4 separate regions of the Mus musculus genome follow, and regions 1, 2 and 3 are each linked to region 4. A link is a contact called in public HiChIP or PLAC-seq data. All regions are on one chromosome and are shown on one strand. Each heading gives the region's core, a stretch centred on a gene start, on an enhancer-like site or on the middle of the called end of the contact. The rest is flanking DNA. Distances are from core to core; before and after follow the strand shown. Region 1 overlaps Gm34922 (a long non-coding RNA gene). Region 2 has its middle 4.9 kb from the start of Gm35183. Region 3 has its middle 31 kb from the start of Scd1. Region 4 overlaps Dnmbp (dynamin binding protein).

Region 1 (5,129 bases), core at 1,273-3,772, 260 kb after region 4:
CACCTACCTATAACCCTAGGAGGCAGAGGATAAAAGTCTCCATCCCCAGGGCTAGGGTTACAAGCATGCTTGGCCACGCCCAGTTTTCATGTGGGTGTGAGTTTCATGTTTGCATATCAAGCCAACACTCCAGCCCCTCTACCTTTTTGTTTTATTGCTGCTGCTGTTCTGAATGGGAAGGGACACCCGTATATTATGCCTGCCTCTCCCTCCCTCCCTCCCTCCCTCCCTCTCCCTCTCTCTCTCTCTCTCTCTCTCTCTCTCTCTCTCTCCCTCCTTCCCTTTCTTCACTTTGTATCCTGATGGAAGCTCTCCCTTCTCCTCCCAGTCCCACCCTCCCACTCCTTCCCCATTGTCCCCTCCCCTTCTACCCATGGGTACCAACCCGTCCTGGCCCATCATATAATTGTTCTTTATGACATACATGCAGGCAAGACACCCATACACATGAGATAAAATAAAAATAACAGGGCTAAAAATTGAGAATTCCTGTGCTTTCTCCTGAACCCGTGGAGCCAGTGTTGTAGGACCCAGGAGTACTCTGTTTCTCATTTTTGCAAAACATACGTAATATAAAGTGTTACCACGTAAATTATTTCCGAGTGCACAATTCAGTGGTTTTAGGCACATTGATGTTGTGTCACCAGCCATCACTGTCACGTTACTGAGACTGTGGCTTTGCAACAGTGCTTTCCCAGGGTCCTCTGTCTGCAGCCGTTGGCAATGACGATGTCCATTCCAGGTATCTCAGGAAAGTGGAACTGATTTGCCACTCCCAGCCTGCTTTATATCACTTAGCAAAGTGTTCTCGGTGCTCCTGTACATTGTAGTATGTGTTTTGGGTTTCTACTCCTTAGGGCTGGGTAATTTGCCACCGTGGGCACATAACTGCCCTTTGCTTGGCTTGTTAATGCTTTGATGGGCATCGGCCTGCTCCTGCTTGTTTTGAATGATGTTGTAATGACGTTATATGTGTACACATTTGCTTGAGTCTCCGCTTTCGACTCTTTTGGCAATATGGCACACCTACATTTTCAGGGCCACGTGGTATTTCTAAGTTCAGCTTTTTAAGGATCCGTCATACTGGTTAACTTAGTAGCTGTATCTTTTTACAGTCCCACCAACAATGTATTAAGCGTGAGCACCCCAGTCTCTGCATACCTTCCTTTTGAGACAGGACCTCATTATTTGTTTGTTTAACTTACTAAAGAGGTACGTTTGTTTTTAACCAATTAATTAATTAGTATGTGTGTGTGTGTGTGTGTGTATGTGGTGTCTGTAATGTGTATGTATGTGTGTATATGTATGTGGCGTGTGTATATGTGGTATGTATGTATATGTATGTCTGTGTATGTGTTTGTGGTGTGTATGTGTATGAATGTGTATGTATTCATGTGTATCAGTGTATGTATATGTGTATATCTATGTGTATATGTGTATGTATGTGTATATATATATATATGTGTGTATGTGTGTAGGTGTGTATAGTGTATATGTGCATGTCTGTGTGTAAGTGAATATGTGTGTATATGTATATATGTGTGTATATGTGTATGTGTGTATATGTGAATGTATGTATATATATGTGTGTGTGTATATGTGTGTATAGTGTATGTGTGTATGTATATGTGCATGTCTGTGTATAAGAAATATGTGTATATATGCGTGTATATGTGTGTATATGTATATATGTGTGTATATGTGTATATATATATGTATGTATGTTGTATGTGATCAGACTCTACTCATTTGTGGTCCTGGGGATTAGAACTCAGATGCTCCTGCTTGGTTAGCAGTGCTCTTAACTGCTATGTGATCTCTCCAGCCCCTGGTCTCACTTATTTAGACAAAACTGGCCTTGAACTTGCAGCAATCACTCTGCCTCAGCTTTCACCCTCCCTAATCTGCCACACACACCCCTTGACTGGTGTGAGATAGCCCCATCTTCAGCTTTAACAGGATCCTCACCATGATTGCTGCCCACACCAGGACTGTAGCCATGTCAGCAGCCGGAAGTGAAGAGCAGGGAGCCCTGGAAATCTGAAACGCCAGCCAGGGATTTGGCCAACATCATCAGTCAGTCAGAGGTTGAGAAGGTAAAACATGCATTAGTTCCTCACAGAAAGCAGCTTTAGTCTGTCTGTCTGTCTTTTTTTCTCTCGTTCTTTCTTCCTCTACATTTTAGGAGTATAGTCTGAAACCGTTGACTTAAATGGCCTTAGGCTTACCAAGTGAGAATCTGGGACACTGAGACAGGCAATCAGAGAATACAGCTTGGGATATGGGCAGCCACTCTGGGTTAGATCAAAGAAATGGGCAAATCCTGCTTCCCCACAGCAGCCTTCGTCAATATTTGAAACAACAATAACTTTTAGATGTAAAGCATACAAAGGAGAACCTTGTGTTTCTTTCTGAAGAGCCTGTGTTCCTCCCCAGCCAGCAGGAGGCTTCCATCTTGGCTTGTTTTCTGGACGGGAAACAGTGCCCAAGGCTTTCTAGTGGTGAATGTGTGCCCCCTGGTGGTCACTTTCTGTAACACTGACGCCACCCAAGGGCAGTGACTCAGCTTTAACTCATCTTGAGTGGGAATGGAGAGGACTTCGAAGTGCTCTCTCTCTCTCTCTCTCTCTCTCTCTCTCTCTCTCTCTCTCTCTCTCTCTCTCTCTCGATTTTCTGTGGAAATTTGCATGCTGGTGGTACTTCCTGGAACACAGGGGGAACATCAACTTTTTTTAGTGCTTCCATACCTCAGCATGTTCTGCCCAACACTGTCAGGTGGGGCAGGTATGGAACACTAAGCCACATGTAGTTAGTATTTGGCGTCTGCTGGAGCCTACATTAACCCCTCTCTTGATTGGTGTCTGGAGGCCGCACTGGAGATGCTCGGGTGTAGGCAGTGTCTGTCCTTTCTGTGTCTACACTGTTTCTCTCTGGGAGCCTTTGATCCTGCAGGGTGGTGAGGGTCTGTCTATCCACGCAGCCCTTCCTCCTTTGCCTTGTTAGAAAACGCTGCCTGCGCCTCAGAGAGTGCTGCTTAACTCAAGGTTGCCTCTTTCTCTGATCCCTGACTGCTCTGAAGGGAGAAGCGTTCCTTTGCCATAATATTGCCCTTGCTATAGGCTAAAGAGCAAGGGAAACAGCTAGTTACGGAGGGAGCGTTTGAGACTATGAATCAAAATACGTTTCTCCTTTCAAAATAAACAAATTAACAAACCTAAGATTATATATATTCCTCCAAGCCTAAAATGCAACATTTCCCACAATATATAAGCAATTTAATGTTACCTATAACAATTAAATATAAATAATTATATATAATTAAATATATTTAACCAGTTAAACGTTAAAATTAGAAACTACTTTGCCATCAATGTTAAAGAAACCTTGCTCCCTCCATTTCCTCAGCACGGTGGAACCTCTGAGTGGTGATCACCCTCTGAAAAGGTAAAAAGGGTAGGACCCAGGGGAGCCTTCTTTCCGACACACAAGACAGGGGCCTAAATGCAAACCACCATGGTCGGTGAACACACCACGGATTTTCATGAGAGGACCTGTTTCTCACTGACTTATAAGTGAGTCACATTTCCCCCCCAATGAAAAACAACCTAATACCTTACCATGCTTATTTCAATGCTAACGGAAGACATCATGGCCTGAAGCCTCCCAGTAGCAATGGCTATGTCACTGGATGTTAGCTGGTGGCCTCTGAGTTACCAACAGCCCTGCATTAAGGTTCTGACCTCGCCTGTGCACATACTCACTAGTCACAGTGTAAAAACCACAAACATCCGGTAGCTGACCGAATTTCTCCAGCACCTTGGACTTCTGAGGTAGGAATGTGCTTTTGGTAGGTGTGGAGCCCGTAGAGTCCACGGACATTACAGAAAGCCTCCTGGGAGCCAGTCATCCCGTCACCCCTTGGCTCACTGAAGGTCCTGCGAGGTAGGTACTAAGATCTCACTGTATTCACAAGGAGCGTGAGGTTCAGGTGGGTCCAATTTACTCACCCACAGCCAAGCTGGGGAACTTCTGCCCAAGACAATTTGCTATCTTGCTTCAGGTGAGGAACAGCAGGGAGACCACAGGGCCGCAAGGCCTGCCTCCCCTCCCCTGTGGAGAACCTTCCCTTAGTATCCAGACCCACTTATCCTCATGGCAGCTGTCCCAGCACATCTAATTTACCTCCACTTAGCCTTAATTTGATGCTTCCAACTGCCTGGGAGGAGATGATGGTCCTCCCACGTGGGCTGAGCACCTCCCTCCTCAGGCTGGCTGTTCACACTGCCCATCTATGCCCAGCCCCGGCTACCACCATCTAGAATTACTACTGGGTGAGGGCTAGGGTTACTGCACTTAGCACAGAAAGGCCCTCACCCCAGCCTTTTCCAGACAGGGGGCTAATCACTCATCGTATGCCAGTTGGTCATGTATTTGGGGCTTTGTTTCTGCCAGATCTGAAAGCAAGCAAAGGGTGAGGGGCCACGGGGACTGGGACAGATTGAGTGCGGCTGTAGGGTGTGAATGACGGGGGTTATTCAGAGAACCAACATTCCAAAGGTGTCCCAGGGTGTGGACACACGTGAGAGCCTCTGTAACTGACATGGTGGGCATCTGACGGCCCACATGCATGGTCCCCAGCTGGGATTCCTGAGAGCCTACTGGGCACAAAGCATCTCAGATGGGAACTTCAGTGTAGTTCCTGTCTTCCAAAGGAGTCTAATAGCAGAACAATAAGAAGGTGTCCCCTTAGCTTGCCCTCAATACAATCAATCCTGTCTTCCTCCCTCCTCCTCCACCTGTCTCCAATCTCCATGAAACACACACTCATTTGTTTTGTCTAAGAGCCTAGAGGTTGTCTCAGGGTTGGGTGGGTAAAAAGGTGAGCACACATCTGTAGTCTCAGCACTGGGGAGGCAGAGATAGATAGCAGATCTTTGGGGCTCCCTGGCCAGGATTGGCAAGCTCCAAGTTCAGGCCCTGTGGATAGAGATTGAAGGAGACATTTGATGCCAACCTCTGTCCACCACAAGTGTGTGCCCATGTGTTCACCAGGTACACACTACAAACAAGTTCACATATATACACTACAATACACACACACACACACACACACACACAAAGATAATCAT
Region 2 (4,987 bases), core at 1,331-3,830, 370 kb before region 4:
ATTAGCATGGATTTACCCCTTAGATGCTAAGCCCCTAAGGTCATAAGACTGCAATGTCAACCTAATTACACTGAGCAGAAGCACAATGAAAACGAATTTTTTCCTGCATTTTACTTATGGATATAGAAGGGGGATGGAAAAAAACATATTTAACTTCTTACTCTCTTTGCTTCTGAAATACTGATACCAGATGATATACAAAAAATTAAATGCAAGTGATGGAAAGCCTTGTTTTCAGGGACAAATTAAATCACTTCCTTTTAAAAATTATTTTTTTGAGATTATAATATAAAAAGATCATTTTTCTCTATGTACATAAATACAATCTGCTCACTCTAAATCATGTTACTTGTGTATTTTCAGGGCTGGCTGGTATTAAAACCAATTGGTCTGCTCCTCCCTGGGGGGGAGGATTTTCACTGCTCTCAGCATTTCTTTCTTGCCTCGTGTGTGTGTGTGTGTGTGTGTGTGTGTGTGTGTGTGTGTGTGTGTGAGTGTGTGTGTATGTATGTGTGTGAGTGTGAGTGTGTGTGTATGTATGTGTGTGTGTGAGTGTGTATGTATGTGTGTGTGTGAGTGTGTGTGTGAGTGTGTGTGTATGTATGTGTGTGTGTGTGTGTATGTATGTGTGTGTGAGTGTGTGTGTGTATGTATGTGTGTGTGTGTGTGTATGTGTATGTATGTGTGTGAGTGTGTGTGTGTAGGGTTGAGGCCTCATGGACTTTCCCTCTGTCCACATTAGCATGCCTATTGTTGTTGCTCAGCTCTTGTTTGGGCTGTCACCTTGGTAAGAGTTTACGGCTGTAGCTTCTGACATTACTACAAGATACAATGCCAAGACCTTAACCACTGAGCTACCTTCTCCAGCCCCAAGGAAATGTAATTAAAAAAAAAAAACTCATTTGTAGTTACACCAACACATGTGTGGTGGGGCTGGAAAATAAGCAGTCAGACTGAAGTAGAAAGATTGCAAAGTCAAGACTAGCCTGGACAACTTAGACCCTGTCTTATAATTAATAAACAAACAAAAAGCTTGGAGATATAGTTCAGTGACACAGTGCCTGTTTAGCCTGTGTGAAAACCTAAATTCTACACTTAGTATTAAAACACACACACAGGGGCTGGAGAGATGGCTCAGTGGTTAAGAGTACCCACTGCTCTTCCGAAGGTCCTGAGTTCAAATCCCAACAACCACATGGTGGCTCACAACCACCCATAATGAGATCTGACACCCTCTTCTGGTGCATCTGAACACAGCTAAAGTGTACTTATGTATAATAATAAATAAATCTTTAAAAACACACACACAAGTAAATCAATATCACTCTTTCCCTCCTGTGTGTCACTAGTTTTATGTCACCTTGACACAAGCTAGAATCATCGGAGAGGAGGGAGCCTTGGCTGAGAAAAATCTCTCCATAAGAACAATCCAAATGAAACTGAGTAAGAAATAAGCAAGGTGTGTGTGTGTGTGTGTGTATGTATGTATGTATATATACACATATACACATATATACATACATATATATGTATACACACACACACACATATCTTTATGTTGGTGGACAGAGGTGCCTTAAATTGGGTCCCACAGTGTATGCTGGTGACAGGCCTCTTCAGGGGACTTCTTGGTGCCGGAGCTGGAGTGTGGTAAAGCGAGAACACCCACACGGAGAGAGAGAGACAGCCTGGTATGTGGTGTTCAACTCCACATTCAGTGAAGATGCACGTTTACTGAAAGGGGATTGCTAATGAGCTTCAGGGAAACTTCCTTCTGGAAAGGGCTAAAGTTTGGGGATGAGGATGGGGGTGGGGGTTGTGCCCACTACTTTTGGTCCTAGAAGTCTGACTGGTGTGAGGATTCTAAATTAAGAACTAATTTTCAAGGTTGTGGCGTATACCAAGGGTATGGCGTATATGTTAAGGCAAAGGGAAAGCCACACCGTCATCTTGTATTTGAGTGTTACTAGCTCGCTTTATAAACCCAGGTAAGTGGGCCTGGGGAGATGGCACCCACGTAACAGCATGACTTAAGTAGAAGCCCTTCTGCAGTCCCAGCGCTTGGAAGACTGAGTCTCTCTCTCTCTCTCTCTCTCTCTCTCTCTCTCTCTCTCTCTCTCTCTCTCTCTCTCTCACACACACACACACACACACACACACACGCGCGCGCGCGCGCGCGCGCCAGGGGCTAGCTGTAGCTAAGTTGAGCTGCAAGCATTCGAATCTTTCATCCCCGGTGACATCAGCCTGGAACGCTCTGGAACACTTGGCTGGCTTGCTTTCTCTCATGCTTTCACGACCCAGTCTTCCGTATGCTTTGCTGAGGTGGCACTCTGCCTCCTACGTGACCGCCTTGCCCTGCCCTGTTTAGTCTGCTCCCGCGACCTCCAACGCAGCGGAGGACCAGAGCCCACACCCAAGGTCTCTGCGTTCCTCCCTGGCGGAGAGGGAGGACTGGGGGGCGGGGGTGGAGGGTAGTTACAGCATCCCTTAGAAACTCCCTCAGCTCCAAACAGGAGGGCGACCGCAAGATGCAGGGGCACCTCCCGAACCAGAGGCGGCGCCTCCTGATGGGCGCGGACTCGGGCAGAGTCGCAGCGCGGCTGCTGATTGGCTGTGCGGAGTCAGGCGCTGTGGGCCGAGTGGACGGGTGTGACCCTGGGGGCTCTGAGTGATGGGCCGCGACTCGGGCGGCTCCCAGTGTTGACCTGGGTGTGGGCTGGCTGAGGGCCAGGGTAGGAGTGTGAGCACCGCCTGCGGTAGGGCAGCGATGCGGCCTATCGCGCAGTCGCTGCCCTCCTCCCCGGGATGCTCTGAGGGCTTTAATGGGGCATTCGCTCAGCACTAAGTGCTGAAGGACCGGAAGGACGGTAGTTTTGCTGGGGTTACAGGTATGCCTGAGGTGACCCCACAGAAAGTTAAATAGTTTATTACATACAAACAAATTAATCCTGGATATGTACACAAATCGAACCAAAGCAGATACCCAAATATTGGTGCGCAAATATTTGCAGCGCTTTTTACACTTGCCAAAAGGTGGAGCCAGCTCAGTTGTTGATCCGTCGATGAACTGGCTGAGGTAGACACTTTAAGTGCTTAGTAGGCAATACCAAGGAGTGGAGTATTACTTGAATGAAATGGGGACACCAAGGTATTGTTGAGGAGAAAGTCTTTACTCTAGAGGGAGAATACAGCCAGAGGCATCTGGAAGGGTCCAGAGCAGACTAAATATGGCCAGCAGAGAACCAGGCCATCGAGGAGGGAGAAAAGTGGAGAGCAAGAGAAAGAGGGACCCAAGGTGACCAAGACCCAAGAGGGCAACGAGGACAATGGCTAAAATAGCAGGGTTATATAGGAACGAGAAGCTTGGGGTCGGGGTCGGGGGAGCCCAAGAGTTGGGGAAGTTTAGGGTAGGGGCCAGGAGAGAGCGGAGAGGAATCTCAGGCACTGAGCCCCGAGATCAGCAGACGCTTTGATATGCTAATAGGCACCACAGGTGGCCAACTGTCTTGAGTTTTCTTTTGAACCTGACACCACTGATTTATGCTACACACTGGGTGATTGCCTGGCAAACCTTGCTGGGAGTGGGGGGTGGTAGCACATGTGGGTTATCAATTGTTTAACTCCCTATCCTTGAAGTACAAGGCAAGCGGGTACCTCCTAGGCCAGCACCGTTGGTTTTTTTTTGTTTTTTGTTTTTGCTAAGGGTGGGGAAAAGTTGGCTTGTGGCTGATAAGATTAGGTGTCACTGGCAAATGGTTTTAAGAGTTTTGGGTGATGAACTGTTGTAGAGGGCCTTGGTGGCCAGTCTGATTGACAGAGCTAGTTCTAAGACAGCCAAGGAAGGCTACAACAAAGAAACTCTGTCCTGAAAAACCAAAAACCAAAAAAACCAAAAACCAAAACCAAAAACCAAAAGAAGAAGAAGAAGAAGAAGAAGAAGAAGAAGAAGAGGAAGAGGAAGAGGAAGAGGAAGAGGAAGAAGAAGAAGAAGAAGAAAGAAGAAAATGTTTTATAATGTAACAGTGGTTACATTATGTCGTGAACGTAAGAAAGGCTTCTCATTGCTCACTTTGGGTTTTCTATTTTATATGGTGACTTTCCACTTTAGTGAAGCATGGAAACACGTGACCTTTTACAGCCGCCATCCTGTTCCCTCCTGTTCTCCAGGGGCTGGTGTTTGTTACAGCCTGGCCTGGGCTATTCATTGTTGTTTGAGAAATACAGGGGGAAAGGGCCTGTTGGTCCTTTCTGACAAGGCTTCTCCTCGGCCCACAGCCAGCGTGAGTCAGCACACCACACAATACTCTTTATGAGCTCCAGTAACGTGAAGAAGCCCTGAGAATCCCTGTGGAAAGGGTGGGGGCAACTGCCTGTAACAATCCCAGAACAGAGTCTCATTTCTGATCCTGGAGTCCATGGCATTTGCCCCAAGGTCAGTGTTGAAGATTCAGCACTTGGTTACTGCCACAGAAACTGTGGGTCACCTCTAGGTTGTAGAATTGGACCCCATGCCATTTCCCATAGTTTGTCACAGAGACGCGAAGTCCTGAGAGATCTATGCCTCGCTTCACTGACTACTGACCATAGGCACCAAGAGGCATCTCCGGCAGAGGAAGATGCATTTGAGGAGCTCAGAGCTGTACAGGAGGTTAAAGTATGGTAGGAAATTAGAACAATGGCTGGTTAGCTTCAATCTCCTGCTCCTGTTGACTGTTAAGATGACCTGTTCCGGAAACTGGAGAGATGGCTCGGTGGTTAAATGCACTGGATGCTCTTCTAGCAGACCCAGGTTCGATTCCCAGGATCCACACGGTGCCTCGTAAACCATCTATAACTCCAGTTCCAGGGGATCTGACTCTATATATGCAGGCAACACGCACACATAAAATACAAATAAAATAAATATTTAAAAAGATGGTCCTTGTGCTGGTGTCTTGGGCTTAGTTTGTGAGTGAAGTGCGGTGCTGGGGGGGGCGGGGGGGGG
Region 3 (4,884 bases), core at 83-2,582, 480 kb before region 4:
AGAGAGCAAGAAAACAAGTAAGCTGGGGTAGCCAAGCAGTCCCTCTTATACACTTGGCAGCTCTATAATTTTGGGTAGCTGTTACTAGGTTCCTTGGAGTAGCCTAATGAATTGTCTGTAAGCTAACAAGAACCAAGACCTGAAAATTACCCAGTTATTCTTTGACCTCTACCCATGCATTGTTCACATTTGCCTGCATGCACATGTGTATGCAAACACACACACACACATACCCCCCCACACACACCCATACACACATACACCATATATAAATTAATTAAAAAGTCATTGAGAAGGGGAAATGCTTGTTCTTCATAGCTAGGGAATTTTCTGTGATTCATCCAGTGATGATCTTTTATTCCCTTCTGCTTTTGCCTCTCTCTCTCTCTCTCTCTCTCTCTCTCTCCCTCCCGAGAGAGTGCTAGAGAGACAGTTCAGCAGTTAAGAGCATTATTTTTTCCAACCCATGTAAGGAGCAGAGCCGTGGGTTCTGCCCCAGGGTTTTGTGGGATACACTCTTAACTCCAGGTCTACACAGAGCAGGCTTGTGACACCACCTGATGTCGTCATCTGTAAGGACAAGATCCGCCATGGAAACCTCTCTGGATTGGCTTTTGCATGTCCCGTATAATGCCCCCTTACCTCCAATGTTCAAGGTTAGCATGGGACAGACAAAAAGGTGCACCAGAGTCTCTGTCATCCCCTGGACACAGGTGTGCAGGCTGAGCTTGGAATCCACACCTGCTGCCAGGTGGGCACACAGAGCCCCTCAGGGTGATGCTCCTTCCCTGAGGAGGAGCCAGGCCAGCATTTGCATCCCTGCAAGGATGCTCTGACCTCCTCCCTGGGGAAGTTTCACTTGCATCCAGCATAGGGCCATCCTGTGGAGCAGGAAGCAGAGATTCTCATGGATCCCTGTGCTTAGCTGCTATAGTGTTTCTCTCTCCAGAGTTCACAGGGCGGCTCCTTTACAACTGTGCACTTAGTTTCCAGGAGAGCCAGAGGGACCCTGCAGGAGCTGCCTTTTCTCTCTCAGGATGAGGAGCAGAGTTGAAGGTGAGGCAGACACTTCCCTCAGCCCCTGACTGAGAGGGAGAAAGTGAAGCTGCTCAGGACACTGTGGAATGCCAAGGGTGAGGGCCCCTGCAGCTGGTGCAGGCTCTGAGACTCCCTGGGGACAGGGTGGGGGTGGGGTGGGGGTGGGGCAGAACTGCAGCTGGAGCTGCTGAGGGAGCCTCGCCCCAGCCCTTGCTCAGTTCCTGTGAGACCTGGGCTTCTGTCAGAGCTCTTTGTTCTCACTCCACTCTGCTCTCCTGCTGGCCCTGTCACCCCTGGCCCTGTCACCTTCCCTTGCTCTGTGTAACCACTGAAGTGTCCCTTCAAGATCTTAGCCTCAGGTGTCTAGAGTGTCTCTTTCTCATCAGCCTGGTATCACATGAATCGCTTAGAGTGTTGGTCAATCCTCTCTCTGTCTGTGAAGCTCACTGACACATCTTATAGGCATTGTGACCACACCCAACATAAGCCCAGGTTAAGATAATGTTTCCACTGTGACCCCAGCCAATGCCAGCTGGGTCAAAGGTCTTTCTTTTTTCTTTTTTTAAAAGCATCTCCGAAGACAACTTCAGACATTCTTCTACCATGCGAGCATGGGGTAGGAGCAGTTGTCAGGCTTGGTGGCAGGTGCTTTTGAGTCACCTCCCTAGCCCTGTGTCAGAATTTAACGTGGATGGACAGTTGGTCATCTTGTGTTCTCTGAGCATTGCTATTTCCACAAGAAAGACTCTGATTGATTATCCAACACCAAATGGCCAGCCCTGAAAACATATATATGAGTAACATACAGACTGTGCAGGCTCAATTTAGGAATTTATGTGCAATTACACATACATATACATAGTAACAATTCTTGGGGAGGAAAGGCCATGGATTTGAGGGGAGCAATGAAAGCCGTAGGGGAGGGTTCGGAGAGAGGAAGCAGAAAGAGAAAATTATGTAAGAATTTTATAATTGCTTCTAAAATTAAATTTTTTTTTTTTTTTTTTGCTTTTTCCAGACAGGATTATTCTATGTAGCCCTGACTGTTCTGGAACTCACTCTGTAGACCAGGCTGGCCCCAAAGATCCACCTTCCTCTGCCTTCCAAGTGCTGGGATTAAAGGCAAGTGCCACCACTGCCCGGCTTGAAATACTATTTTTAAAGTGCTGAAATTCGGGCTGTAGAGATAGCTCAGTGGTTAAGAGCACCGACTGTTCTTCCAGAGATTCTGAGTTCAATTCCCAGCAACCACATGGTGGCTCATAACCATCTGTGATGGGATCTGATGCCCTCTTCTGATGTGGCTGAAGACAGCTACACTGTACACATATATAGAAAATAAACAAATAAATCTTTTTTTTTCTTAAAGTACTAGTATTTGGGCCCAAGAGAAGGTAAAAGGTTCCTGCCTCAAACCCTGATGCCCTGAGTTTCTTCTGCGATGTGCCTCCCTCCCTAAACACACCCAAAATAAGGAAATAAAAATGAAAAAGAGAGAAAGAGAGAGAGAGAAATTCTAGACTCTTAGCTGGAAGGAACCTTTGTCTTATGACTGCCTCTCAGTCTTGCTACCCATGAGATCTGGTCCCAAAATTTCCTTTGTGTCTGAAGTAGGTCTCTAGGGCAGCCCAAACTCCTGTGTTGCTTCTCTATGATCAAAGAGGTTACAAGAGTATGGTGAGGGCTTGGGTGTGGCGAGAAAAAAAAATGTCCCCTGGGATCTGCTGGGTTTTTTTTCTTCACAGATGACTGCTTTCACACAGCTGCCTGTGGATACAATGTATCTTTGTGACGTTTGTTCTTTCCCTTCTGCATTTAGCTTATTCAAATGGCCTCTTCCTTTGTGCCAGGAAGCAGCAGGCCCCTGGGGTTCTCCGTGTGAAATAGGTGTGAAGCATATCCTGGGCTTGCAGAAGGGCTGCAGGTTGGACCCTCTTAGCAAGAAGATGGACCTCTGACCGCCTAGGTTAGTCAGACTCTTTCCCTGAGAGTTCCTTACTTACCAAGACAAAGGAAGCCCCACCCTCATATCCACCCCTCCCCCCCTCACTCAATAAATGTCTATGAAATCCTGACAAAAGGAATCAAGAGTCCCAACACTGGGGAGATAAGAGCCAGAAGGATCTTTTTTGTACACCCTTTTTTGTACTACTTAGCCTGGGCTAAGTTGTAAGACATGGAAAGGGGGGACGGGGGAGAAGGAGGGAGGGAAAGGAGAAAGAGAAGAGTGGTTTCATATTCATCTTTTTAAAAAATGAAAACTTTAGCCAACTTGAAAATACAAAGTACCAACAAACTGTACCCACTTCTTGGATTTCTGTTGAGAAAGCTGAGTTAAGTAGGAAAGCACATACAAGAGGCTGTGGTGGTCAGTCTTCACAGAGCTGAGTAACCACATGCCCATCTTGAAACTGGGATGGGGCATGGGATACTCTAGCCAGGTCAGGCTTCTCCAGTCATGACTTTTGGCCCTAACATGACTGCATGCTATGTGTAGGTCTGAAAGCTAAATTAACCCTCTGCCAACTTAGCTTATGAAATGTTTCCCGGCAATTTATAATAATGTGTTGAAAGGCAAAGCCTGGCCCAAGGGCCTTTTAAACCTGACTTGCCTAATATCCACTCTTAGAATAAGGTGGAAAACACATAAAAGAGAATTTTCAAAAGCTTACCCTTCCATTCACAGGGTCTCAACCAGGGAAGGCATACATGTGTAAGGTTTATAAAACCAGCTAACAGACAGGCACATAACATAAGATAAACATAGCCTTTCCCCTTATTTTGACATTTTATAGACCTCTAATCTATTATTTGGGTTTTTTGTTGTTGTTGTTGTTTTGATTTGTTTTATAAAATAGGGTTTCTCTGTGTAGCCCTAGAGCTCAATTCTGTAGACCAGGCTGACCTTGAACTCACAAAGATCCACCTGCCTCTACCTCCTGAGTTCTGGCATTAAAGGTGTGCTCCACCACCACCTGGCTACAATCCCTCATCTTTATTTATTTATTTATTTATTTATTTATTTATTACATGTAAGTACACTGTAGCTGTCTTCAGACACTCCAGAAGAGGGAGTCAGATCTCATTACGGGTGGTTGTGAGCCACCATGTGGTTGCTGGGATTTGAACTTTGGACCTTCGGAAGAGCAGTCGGACGCTCTTACCCACTGAGCCATCTCACCAACCCTACAATCCCTAATCTTGAAGGCTGGATTCTGACTTCTCAAACTGATCAGTAGTCCACAGCAGAAGGTTTGCAGTGGGCAGAGCTGGCCCCGGTTAGCTCCTCTTTCACGCTAATGCTGTCCTGGGCGGCAGAGTTCATGAATGCCTTCCTGTGAATGCTGTAGCTCTCATGGTGAAGTTCCCATCATATGTCATTAAAACGGTCACCTTCTTGTGTCTGGTGAGGTATATGAGGGGTATAACACCTTGGGAAGACACACACACGGGCATTGCTTATCAAGAGGGACATTCTGGTAAGGCATTCTAGAGTTACAGCCTCTGGTCTAAAAGAGTAAACATACCTGGTCCTACCCCTTCTTCTCATGGGTAGTACCATGACAAAAGTAGGAGACAGGGCATTAAAAGATGGTGGGGTGAGGGGGCCACAACAGGAACTACTTTATGTAAGTCCATGTGGATACATACTTGCAATTTTTTTCATTAGCTTTTTATTAAAGTAACTCACATCCCTGGAATAGATCAGGTGGTGAGAGCTTACAGCAGGGACTCCCCCCCCCCTTCTATTTGCAACATTTTCACAGGGACTATTCCCTTGAATGCATCACTCTCCGAGTACTTGCCTTGACAACCCTTGAGTCTACCGAGATAGTCAGTCTTGGA
Region 4 (4,511 bases), core at 1,796-4,295:
TTAGAAGTGCTGTTTGCTTCTTGGAGTTCCAGTCACGTGGTTTGAGGATCAACAAGTCAGGGGCTTCATTTAAGCACTGTGCGTTGCAGTCTTTTGACTCTCCAGGCAGCAGACACAGTATAGGTCAGTCCTCAGACATTTGGATTTCTGTTTTCTCTTTTTAGTTTTTTTGAGACAGAATGTTATCTTGGAACTCACTACATAGACTAGGTTGGCCTTGAACTCACAGAGATCCTCCTGCCTCTGCCTGTGAGTGCTCGAATGAAAGGTGTGCGCCACCATCACCACCCAGATGAAATTGGATTTCTTAGAACTTGCTACATTTAAAAGTTCCAGTCAGAGCTGCTGTGTGCTAGAGCCCTGGGAGGGGACCGTTCTAGCTCCCCCTCCCCCGCCCCCCCGGCATAGTTCTTTCTGATCTCTAGGTGAGGCTCACATACCTGAATTTGACACATAGTCTCCAGGTGCACACATTCCTCAGCCGTCAAACGCTGGCATTCAGTGTGAGCCAAGCATGGGCTCACACCGGTTCGTCAGAAAGGCACATTCATGGGATTGCTCACACGTGCACGTCGGAAACTCTAGTGATCCTACTCACGTTGGCCTCTGGTTAATCACACTTTCTGTCCTGCAGTCTTTGAATCATGCCTACAGCCTACAGTGTTGCTCTCAGTACAGTAACTCCGCTGTTTGCCCTTGTGACAGAGTGAGTCAGCCTCCCACTCGGTACAAACCTTGCTTCCAGCTTCTGTCATTCTTGTCGCTAACGCAATGTCAGGAAGGAGGCCGGCAAGAGGCACGAGACTGTTTAATTGAGACAGGGTCTCACTGAATAATCCTGGTTGGCTTGGAACATGTGTGCATGTGTGGCATATGTATACTCATGTGTGCCCAGGCACATGTATGTCAAGATCGGAGGATGTTGGGTGGCTGTGTCACTTTCTGCTTTCTCTGTTTGAGTCGGTTTCTCACTGAGCCTAGAGCTCACTGTTGTTTGGCTAGGTCAGCTGACTAGCAAGTGCCAGCAAGCTTCCTGCTTCAGCCTACTGGCCCCCAACTCCCGATCACACATATTCACAACCCTGCAGTCCTGGGGTTCCAGGCCCACGTGACTATGCCAGGCTCATTTGTTTGTTTGATGTGGGTGTTGGGGACTCAACCCTAGGTTCTTCTGTTTGTACAGCAAGCCCTCTAACCCACTGAACTATCTCCCCAGCCCCTGGCCCTGAACTTTTGACTGTCCTGCTTTAGCCTCCCTGAGAGCTACCACAGCAGGCATGTGTGCTGCCGCACCCGGCCTCAGAGTGATTTTTAATGAAGACTTGTAAATGAGATCAGAGTATGTTTTTAAGGAAAGTCCTATTTTCAAAAAAAAACATTGGGTGGGACCTAAGACACACTGAAGAAAGCCAATAGATTAACAATCAGAAGATTGCTGATAAGAGACGGCAAAGCAATCTATACTATTCTAGAGATAGTCAAAATATATAAGGCAGGTTTTGTCTATATAAAAAAAATATCATTCTAAAAACTGCTTGAAATGTCTCTGGTATAATATTTCTTTCTCCAAGTAGTAGAATAGAATAAATATCCAAACCTGGGCCAGTTTTGCTGACACACACGGATAATCTCAATACTTGGGGGGCAGAACCAGTGAGATCTCTGAATTCCAGGCCAGCTAGGGCTACAGAGTGAGACTCTGTCTCAAAAATAAATAAATAAATAAATAAATAAATAAATAATGAATAAATAAATAAATAAGTCAAACTAATTTGTACTTTTTAAAAAATATTTTTGCTTTTAAAAAAAAAAGATTTATTTATTATTATATCTAAGTACACTGTAGCTGTCTTTTAGATACACCAGAAGAGGGCGTCAGATCTCATTACGGATGGTTGCGAGCCATCATGTGGTTGCTGGGATTTGAACTCAGGACCTTCGGAAGAGCAATCGGTGCTTTTAACCACTGAGCCATCTCTCCAGCCCCCCCCCCTTTTTTTTGGTTTAAGATGATGAACGTTTGTGTAGAGCCAGGGTGTCCCCCAGGGGAAGAATGTTTCCTTAGGTGCTTCAAGGCCCTTCATTCAATCCTGGTATCATCCCCACCAAGGAGTAAAAGAATTTAAGACAGTAATAATCTTTCCCTTTTTCTCGTCGGTGCACAGGAAGAGAGTAAGTACCCTTCACCCACGTGGCATCTGCCCCAGGGTGTTGGCTCAGAACAAATGACCTCGGCTAAGTCAACCGGGTTTTATCCTGGTACAAAGCAGCAAACATAGTCTGAGCCTATGAACAGTCTGTCCGTTCAGAAGAGTAGCGAGTTCTTCCTTCCAGGGCTGATGGGTTCATGGAACTTAGGATTGTTTATTTGATTATGATTGATCGGTGAGTCACAGTTCTTCGCAGTTTGTAGGGTGACTTTGCACACACTTTATTTCCTCATGTTCAGGGTCAGGCAAAGGGTGGGAAATTTCAGTAAGACCCAGGTACTTCAGAGATTATGGACTCCCTGAGGGTGCCCTGTCCAGCCCAACCTACTACAGGCAGCTGTGTTGAATAAGTCGGAACCACACTGCTGGTGCTGTCTCTCTCTCTCTCTCTCTCTCTCTCTCTCTCTCTCTCTCTCTCTCTCTCTCTCTCTCTCCTCTCTCTCTCTCTCTCTCTCTCTCTGTGTGTGTGTGTGTGTGTGTGTGTGTGTGTGTGTAGAGGCCAGAGGTCAAGGACAAATTGCCGACGTTGTTTTCTCTTTCTACCTTTGTGGGTTTGGGAGACTGAGCCCAGGTTATCGGGCTTGGCAGCAAGCACCTAAGCTAGCTTACCAGCCTCCCACCCCCTCTTCTGAAATTTAAAAATTATGTTCATGTATGTGTGCCCTGGCATGTGGGTGGAGGTCAGGGGACAACTTTCCCGAGTCAGTTCTCGACTTCAGCCTTGCCGGGTTGAATTCAGTTAACAGATTGGTTGGCAGCCGCCTTTCCCTGCTGAGCTAGCCCCCGCCTCTCCCCATTTTTAAATAGTATCTCACACGTAGCTCTAGCAGGTCTCAAGTTTCAGGATCCACCCTCCTCCCAGCATCACCTGCTGCAGTTAGTACAGCGGGATAGCACAGTGCCCAACTAGAGTGATTAATCTTTTTATTGTTTTGCTTTGTTCTTAACTCTGAGTCTCCCTATGTATCCCTGGCTGGCCTAAAACTTGCTGTGTAGACCAGGCTGCCACAAACTCCCCAGTGCTGGGATAAAAGGTGTGTGTCTTTCTGAAAAGGAAATTAACCTTTGTTTTTAGTTGGATTAGAAATAAGCAAGATCATTGGATTTTAGACTTAGAAGCAGAGAGACCATCAATGTCCTCATTTCACACATAAGAAAGTAACCGCTGGGGCCGTGGAGATGTCTTAGCAGTTAACACGGGTTGCTCTGGAAGGGGATCCAAGGTCTGTTTTTAGCAGCTACATGATGGCTGGAGAGCATGGGTGTCTACACTCAAGGACACATGCTCAACAGAGACACACGGGTATACAGGATCTTAAAAATAAAGTAAATCAGAGAGAGAGAGAGAGAGAGAGAGAGAGAGAGAGAGAGAGAAAAGAGAAGAGAAGAGAAGAGAAGAGAAGAGAAGAGAGGAGAGGAGAGGAGAGGAGAGGAGAGGAGAGGAGAGGAGAGGAGAGGAGAGGAGAGGAGAGGAGAGGAGAGGCAGGCTGGCAGGCAGGCAAATAGCCAGATGTAGTGGCAAATTCCTTTAATCCCAGGACTCAAGAGACAGAGGCGGAAAGATTTCAGACTAGCCTGGTCTACATAGCGAGACCCTGCCTCAAAAATAAAAATAAAAACAGCTTCGTTGTCTGGTGAGTTCTCTATAGATGTTGCCGTTGTTTTGCATAAAGTTGTCCTGGTAAATAGTGTTACCGGTTTGGTGAGCAAATCGCTGTCTCAACTTTAGAGATTGCTGACTCGGTTAGCACAGCAGTCCTGTGTGCTCCTGTGGGGATCTGGATGGCGGTGTACTGGGGGGTCAGGGGGAGCAGCTGCCTTGTGTGGGGAGGTCATGTAAGTCAAGACTGGAGATGAGGGTGTGGCAGTGTAGGCAGGAGAGCATTCGTTGCTGAACTGCACCATGGGAGAATGGTAATGTGGTAAAATGTCCATGTTAGGTGTGACTGGTTTTATCCGGTGCATGATGTCAAGCAGACCTGGCTTCATGTAGCAGTGTATGCGATCATAGCCAAGTTATTCCAGCACCCAGAGTCTCATGGAGCTCACACTGGCTTTGAACTTGCTGTTTAGCCAGGATGACTTTGAACTCCAATCTGCCTGCCAAGTGCTGGAATTAGAGCCATTCCTCACCATATCCAACTGGATTATTGCTTTATGTGTGGTAAAAATAATAATAACTGCTTGCTTACATTGAAGGATAGTGAAAGTCAAACTCGACTTCTTTTTTGACTTCTAGCACCATAGCTTGTACATGCATGTTCATGTTCACTCAATTGCACACATACACACATGTACCCA

The links. HiChIP or PLAC-seq counts read pairs in DNA pulled down with a chosen protein or histone mark.
Region 1: an H3K27ac HiChIP or PLAC-seq map of embryonic stem cells shows a contact between it and region 4, with 3 times the contacts expected there. The contact joins two enhancer-like sites. A contact is called at or near these places in 1 of 484 Hi-C or Micro-C datasets (the Ba/F3 cell line), 5 of 115 datasets of contacts at active chromatin or transcription factors (bone marrow-derived macrophages, embryonic stem cells and pancreatic cancer cells) and 2 of 9 other capture datasets (adipose tissue and liver).
Region 2: a FOXA1 HiChIP or PLAC-seq map of pancreatic cancer cells shows a contact between it and region 4. The contact joins two enhancer-like sites. A contact is called at or near these places in 3 of 115 datasets of contacts at active chromatin or transcription factors (bone marrow-derived macrophages, embryonic stem cells and pancreatic cancer cells).
Region 3: a FOXA1 HiChIP or PLAC-seq map of pancreatic cancer cells shows a contact between it and region 4. The contact joins two enhancer-like sites. A contact is called at or near these places in 1 of 15 datasets of contacts at CTCF or cohesin (embryonic stem cells) and 3 of 115 datasets of contacts at active chromatin or transcription factors (bone marrow-derived macrophages, embryonic stem cells and pancreatic cancer cells).

Annotation. Positions count from the first base shown.
Region 1 is chr19:43,628,449-43,633,577 of GRCm38.p6, reverse strand. All of the region lies in intron 1 of Gm34922 (a long non-coding RNA gene), which reads right to left. Among named protein-coding and RNA genes, the nearest start is that of Gm4311, 11 kb to the left of the region's middle. Within about 2 kb of position 2,522, at least 50 of the 459 cell types and tissues checked have an H3K27ac peak or open chromatin away from gene starts, as enhancers often do. A contact at or near this core is called in embryonic stem cells and pancreatic cancer cells, where this site is marked.
Region 2 is chr19:44,264,739-44,269,725 of GRCm38.p6, reverse strand. No RefSeq gene overlaps it. Among named protein-coding and RNA genes, the nearest start is that of Gm35183, 4.9 kb to the left of the region's middle. Within about 2 kb of position 2,580, at least 306 of the 459 cell types and tissues checked have an H3K27ac peak or open chromatin away from gene starts, as enhancers often do. A contact at or near this core is called in embryonic stem cells and pancreatic cancer cells, where this site is marked.
Region 3 is chr19:44,374,614-44,379,497 of GRCm38.p6, reverse strand. No RefSeq gene overlaps it. Among named protein-coding and RNA genes, the nearest start is that of Scd1, 31 kb to the left of the region's middle. Within about 2 kb of position 1,332, at least 65 of the 459 cell types and tissues checked have an H3K27ac peak or open chromatin away from gene starts, as enhancers often do. A contact at or near this core is called in pancreatic cancer cells, where this site is marked.
Region 4 is chr19:43,892,800-43,897,310 of GRCm38.p6, reverse strand. All of the region lies in intron 4 of Dnmbp (dynamin binding protein), which reads left to right. Among named protein-coding and RNA genes, the nearest start is that of Gm50217, 26 kb to the left of the region's middle. Within about 2 kb of position 3,045, at least 63 of the 459 cell types and tissues checked have an H3K27ac peak or open chromatin away from gene starts, as enhancers often do. A contact at or near this core is called in embryonic stem cells and pancreatic cancer cells, where this site is marked.